Regions from separate parts of the Hordeum vulgare genome. Here region 2 is linked to region 1. A link is a contact called in public Hi-C data. All regions are on one chromosome and are shown on one strand. Each heading gives the region's core, a stretch centred on a gene start, on an enhancer-like site or on the middle of the called end of the contact. The rest is flanking DNA. Distances are from core to core; before and after follow the strand shown. Region 1 has its middle 55 kb from the start of LOC123403431. Region 2 has its middle 150 kb from the start of LOC123404356.

Evidence for each region. Hi-C and Micro-C count contacts between places; a contact is called where the count stands out from the background.
Region 2: a contact with region 1 is called in a Hi-C map of seedling, with 2.9 times the contacts expected there. The contact joins two enhancer-like sites. A contact is called at or near these places in 2 of 6 Hi-C or Micro-C datasets (leaf and seedling).

Annotation. Positions count from the first base shown.
Region 1 is chr6H:488,866,230-488,869,167 of MorexV3_pseudomolecules_assembly, forward strand. No RefSeq gene overlaps it. Among protein-coding and RNA genes, the nearest start is that of LOC123403431, 55 kb to the left of the region's middle. Within about 2 kb of position 1,397, at least 3 of the 3 cell types and tissues checked have open chromatin away from gene starts, as enhancers often do. A contact at or near this core is called in leaf and seedling, where this site is marked.
Region 2 is chr6H:489,142,393-489,145,483 of MorexV3_pseudomolecules_assembly, forward strand. No RefSeq gene overlaps it. Among protein-coding and RNA genes, the nearest start is that of LOC123404356, 150 kb to the right of the region's middle. Within about 2 kb of position 1,634, at least 3 of the 3 cell types and tissues checked have open chromatin away from gene starts, as enhancers often do. A contact at or near this core is called in leaf and seedling, where this site is marked.

The DNA of each region.
Region 1 (2,938 bases), core at 147-2,646:
GGCCATCATTAGAGCCCACTCTTTATGCGCCATCCTCCGCTGGATAATCTTTTCTTCGTCTTTTTTCTTCGGGCATCTACGTCGTAATCAGTAATCCTGCTTGCATATATGCATCAATATTCTTAATATTCTGTTCAAAGCAAAGCATGGCAAATAGCATTTTTCACATGATCTTTTCTGCCGGCGCCGTCCCCTTATTCCTCTTCTTAGCCAGAATCTAATTTAATTCGGATCGGAGGGAGTTTCACTTTTCCTTTGTTCTTCTCAAGAATCTCGAGAGTCGAGACAACATGATTTCCACTTACCCTGAAGAGGGCACACAGGGAGTGGCATGACTCATTCTAAACTCCCCCCTCTTGCCAAAAACAAGCCACCTTTCTTCCCATGAGCATATACATTAGACTAATTAGATTAGACTAATCGTTTTACAAATCCAAGCTAGGTGAAGGTCCAGTCATCCTAGGAGCCAAAACAATTACCTACCTTAATGAGAAGTACCACCTTTTCCCACCACTTTCTCACCCCCTGCTACTTTATTCAGTGACACCCAGTTCTAAACAACAGATGAATAAAACAACAACAAAGAAAAGGAAAAAGAAAACGACGTAGCAAGTAGGAGGAGCACCATGGGAGTCTACGAGCCTCACACGCCGCTCCACTTTTTATCCATCTATATCCCATGAGAAGAGTATTTATACGCTTGGCTTTGCTTTGCTTTGCTTTGGCAAGTCCCATCAGTGCCGTCGCCATTGCGCTCCCCCTCCTTTTGAGCAAGCTCACAGAGTCCACCTTGACTCTCCACTCAGGAGATTCACCTCACCACCACCATCACCACCACCACCACCACCATTGCGACGCAGTGCAGCGCAATGCAGCACAGTTGGGAGCACTTGCACACGCTTTGAGATGCAAAAGACGTCACTGTTGCTTCACAGCTAAGCAAGTAGTAGAAAAAAATTGATCATGCTCCTTCTTTTAAGCGAACAGGGGGAGGTCGAGGATAAGTTTGTTCCTCTGTTGCTTCTTCTTTCCCACTTAGTCTTGACTGATCGCTGTCAGCAAAGTATAAATAGTAGGAGGAATAAGATAACCCTGGTTTCTTTGGCTCTCGGTTGGGCCTCCCCTGTTCTGATGAAGTCAGTCCAGTGAGTCTCCCAAAGATTTGCACCAACGAAAGGTGACCAGTTCAATCACGCTTATCTTCCCATCCACCAACGTGTAAGGTTTCGGTGAGGTTCTACGTGGTATATATCAAGAGGCCCAAGTAGCAGCGCTGCTGGTGGTGTTCACATGCAGGCATACGGCTCTTCTTTTCCACGGCCGGCCACAGAGACATTTGGTGCTGCTCACCGATGAATGCAACAATATCCCGCGTCAGGATTCACCGTAAGCTAGCGTACGTACGTGTGGTCGCCGCACCGTGTACCTTCCGGAGAGCATGCATGTGCCCCTGTTTGTTGCTGCATGCAGACTCGGCTCGCGAATAATGGAATCATCATCGATCGATCGGCAGTGGCATCACTGGCATGGCAGCGGCAGCGGCAGCGGCCGGTGCTCTGACCACCCCTCGACATGGACTCGTCTTCTTTCCTCGCCGGTGCGTCGTGCACTAGGCTGGCGCCCCTTTTGCCCTCGCCCCGCTTTCGATCTCGAGTCAATTTTCGCGCGGTGCTCCGGCACGATCGCCCACTCCGTTTTGCCCGATCCTGCCTCCGATTTGCAGAGGGTTTCCTTTAACGGACAGTGAGCCACTCAAAGCAGCAAGTAGTCAAGCAGGATTACTGACGGCAACACGACGATGAGACTGATTGCGAATTAGATTTTAGTGAGCCGCTCGACGCAGAACTCGCCGACGGAGCATCTCGTCTGACCGCGGAGAAGAAAGAAAACAAGTGCCACCGGCGAGAGAGACCGTGCACGAGCGCAGGGAATCGTCAGCGAGCACGCTGCCTGCCAGCCAGCGCGCGCCTATCTCCATCTGCGCACGTTGACGCGTAGCGTAGCGTAGCGTGTAGTATATGTACAGCGTCGCGCGCGTCTAGCTTGCATTGGTTGGGCGTCAGCGAAATATCTACCTGCTCCAATCGATCCGGATTCCCTGTCGGCCTCGTGCATGTGTGCCCGCATCTACCCGGCCCCTCCATGCTCCATCGACCATGTGTATTTTAGGCACAGATGCAATGCCCCTGGGACAGCGAGCGCATGTGCAATTTGGAGAGCGGGGGACCGGGCCTGGGTCAATGGATCGGAGGTGCTCTCCGTCGCCACAGTGACAGTGGCACGGTGCCCGCCGCACCCGCACCAGGCACACGGAGAGGAAGAGCGCTCCATGGATGGTGACTTGTATTGGTTGACCCTAGCCTGCTGCATGCGCGCGGCCGGCCGGTCCTCCATGGCCGTGCTCCATCCAAGCTGCACCCTTCCGGCCAGATCAAGGGCCGCGGACGGCTGCATTCGCGCGGCTAGCGATAGTGGGCAGGTGAATCGTTGCAACATACATGCATGCATGCACCTGGTCGGGGTCAGAGACTCTTCCGGGAATCATGCTGCAGCGGCCGGAGCTGGGAGTGCATGCCTCTCGTGTACAATTTCGGTTCGGCGAACCTCTATCATGTCGGGGGAACTCTCATTGCACACCCGTAAACAGCGCGAGCGGCGGTGATTTGCAGCGCTGCTTGTTCACTTCATCGATTTTTGACAGGTCGCAGCATGCATGGATGTTTTGGACTTTTGGATTATACAGTAGAAAAAAAGTACATGCCCATATTTGCGTCTGTCCTCCTCTACGTGCACGGTTGTTTTCATACAAATTTTGAACTTACAAGAAAAGTTTGTATTGGTCAGTCGCATACGACTATAGGGTTCGGATGCATACCTGCATTTAGAAAATCTTGGCCCATACCTTGTGGATAAACTTTACTATATTCTTTTGCGGGAA
Region 2 (3,091 bases), core at 384-2,883, 280 kb after region 1:
GTAGTAACTAACGCACGGCCATGGAGTTGCACACTCTCATCGACATAGTCACATACGCAAGACAATGGAGTTGCACACTCTTTTCGTATAGTGACACACGCACGACCGCGGAGTTGAACACTCTCGCCCGCACAATCGCACATGCACGGCCACAGAGTTGCACATCATTTAATTTACTAAAAGTTGCACCTAACAGGGACTAAATTTCATCAAAATATATCCATGTGGGATCTAGTTTCGAAGAGCATGTCAAAGTTGCACACCGACTCTCGGATATTTGTACATCGAGTACTAGGCAATTGCACCAAACGGGAATTAAATTGCTCACAATAAATTTTGTCGCAATATACTCATGCAGGATCTAGTTTCGATGAGCACATCGCACGGGTTTCAACGGTGAAAACTGATTGTAATTCCGATGTTTGACATAAAATTTATTACTTTTTTTAGAAAAAGAAAACCCGGATAAAATGGGTTCACATATGTTCATGTAAGTAAAAGTCGCATGCCCACAAGTAGAATTTTTTCACAATGACTATCATTTAGTTGCACATTGACTCCTAAACAGTTACATCAAACAAGAATTAAGTTGCACAAAAAATAAAATTCATCCAAACATACCCCACGCGGGATCTTGTTTTGGAGAGCATGTCGCAAATGTTCCAACAATGTGTTCACACTTATTCACATATGTTTTTGCACTTATTTCTTTTTACATGTTACTCTTTCTCTCTAACATGAATTAGAATTCTCCTTATACTAGGATTAGGGAGACAGATGATTTCTTTTTTAAATTAGAGATCAAAAGTTTCCTATTTGAGCCGACCGCCCTGGAGCGCTATCTGCTCCCTAGACGTGTCCATAATTCTTTTGTGATGATATAAAGGAGTGTATTGATTACTTTTCAAATTGCCATCCATTTCATTTAATACTAATTACTGAATCTAAAATCAGTACAATTTGGATGACTATTCCTTTTCAGTGGAAATTAATTATTAAAAGTGGGGGACAACAAGATTTAAAGTTTGATGAACAGTACGCTGATCAGTATATTGCCTAAATATTCTCCTAGAAAAGAAGCCTTTTTTGTCACAGTCTCACCCACTCAAGAGAAGAAGAAAAAATAAGTTTTCTAGCCTCTTTTACCAGTCCCTTTACCATGCTGCTTTTCACTGTTTCTAATTCTAATCGGTGGTGGTATATCACTTTCATTGCTTCACCCATCTTTCACAAGGATTTCCAAAGAATAACAAAGTCACCTTACCCTGGCAGCACTTAATTAGAAGCACACACACGAAAAACACGAGCTGCTCTCTAAGTAGTAAAAGGTACATGCATATATTTCTCCTGATCTAGAGTATATAATCACAAAGTGCATGCAGAAGCCGAAGCCTAGCTAAAATTGCATCTGTTGAATTGTTGCTAGCGCATGACTGGATTATCCCATGGATAAACTAGTGTCCTCACCAGGAGTAGTTAATTGGCCAAGTCTAACAGGCACATGACATGACAGGAGCATTTCTCCATAGCGTGGCCCTGATTGATTGGACGCGGGAGCACCGTTGGCCCTGTGCAGCCCCCACTCACGTTTAGACAAAGCATAGCCATAGCCCAAAGATTCCGCCTCTCCTCGACGGCGACGTCGCATGCAGGAAAGATTACAGGTGCTAACCAAAGCCAGCGCCGTAATGGCGTGTCAATGTGCGCCATGCACCGGGTCGGTCGTGCTGCCGCTCTATTTGTGCTAATCTTTTCGCGCGGTCATCGCTTTGGAAGAGGAGAAATCTAGCCTGGGGATCGAGGCTGGCCGCACAGTCGAGCCGAAAGCATCCGCCGCGGTCGCGATCGGTCGCGTTCGTGTCGCGTGAAGAAAGGACGTGGAAAATTCATTTCTGACGGCGACGGGAAACGTAGCAGGGCGACGGCAAGCGAGGCATGCATCTGTGTGCCGGGCTATCAGAAATTCAGACGAACTAGCTAGCTATCGCAGTGATTTATGTGTGTGGAAATTGAAGCGGGGCTGGGCTGGGCTGGGCTGGGCTGAGACGGACGTCGACGGGTACGGTGGGTGATAAGCGATCTCTTGATTACGCGATGTTGTGCGTCGACCGACGAGGGAGGGCAGATGGAGGAGGGGGCAGGCAGATGAGATGATGAGACGAGGCGACCGGCGTGGCAAGGGAACAAAAACTTGCTTGCTCTCGCCTGCATCCTCCTCTCAAAGTCTCCCTGGGCTGCTGTCCGGGTCCCCGAGTCGTAGTCCCCAGCAGCAGTGCAGTTTTGGCGTGGTCTTCCCGTGGACGCAACCGTGCTACCGCCGCGGTTGCGCGACACCGCGCCGCGTTTGCCTGGGAGTAGCCACCGGTGCGTGGTGGTAGGTGCGGGCTCGCGATTGTACTGCTCCTACTCCTACATGCGTGGACAGCGAACCGGGGTGACGAGAACGAGCGGCACGCAGCGGCATATGGAGCGGAGGAACAGGAGCAGATGGTGGGGACTTGGATCGGAGCGTAGGGTGGGGGACGCGAGGCTGCGAGCGAGTGGGCCGGTAGGCACCGGTCGATCGGCGCTTTCCAGCAGGGGGTCCGGCCGATGCCGATCGATCCGCCACCACTCATCCCAGCCCCTGCTGCTGCTCCGGCCATGTTCCGTGTCCCCCCATCCGACGCCCGCACGTAGTAGTAGTACGTAGGGACCGTCTCCCCCCGCTCGCTGGCCGGATGGCTCGAGCAGCTGAGTCGTGTGATGTGTGATCTGACCCGTCCCTCCCATCTAAGTTTCGGGCTTCAGTGTGCACGGTGGTTTGTCTCCCGCAGCTTCACTCACTCTTCTACCTTCCCTCGACAAGCTGTTTCCCTTCTTTCCAGCGACTAAGGCCCGGTTCTTTTTTCTGTTTTCTATAAAATAAGTTGAAATAACCTACCTCCTACCCAACTTATTTTAAAAGCTCTATCAAATTTATTTATTTTAAAGACTATTAATTAAGACTTGATTAATAGACTTTAAAAAAATTGTTTGGGTTTAGAATAAACTGCGTAAACTGGCCTTAAGAGCATCTTCAGCACATGCGCTAAAGAAGCGTCACGCCGAA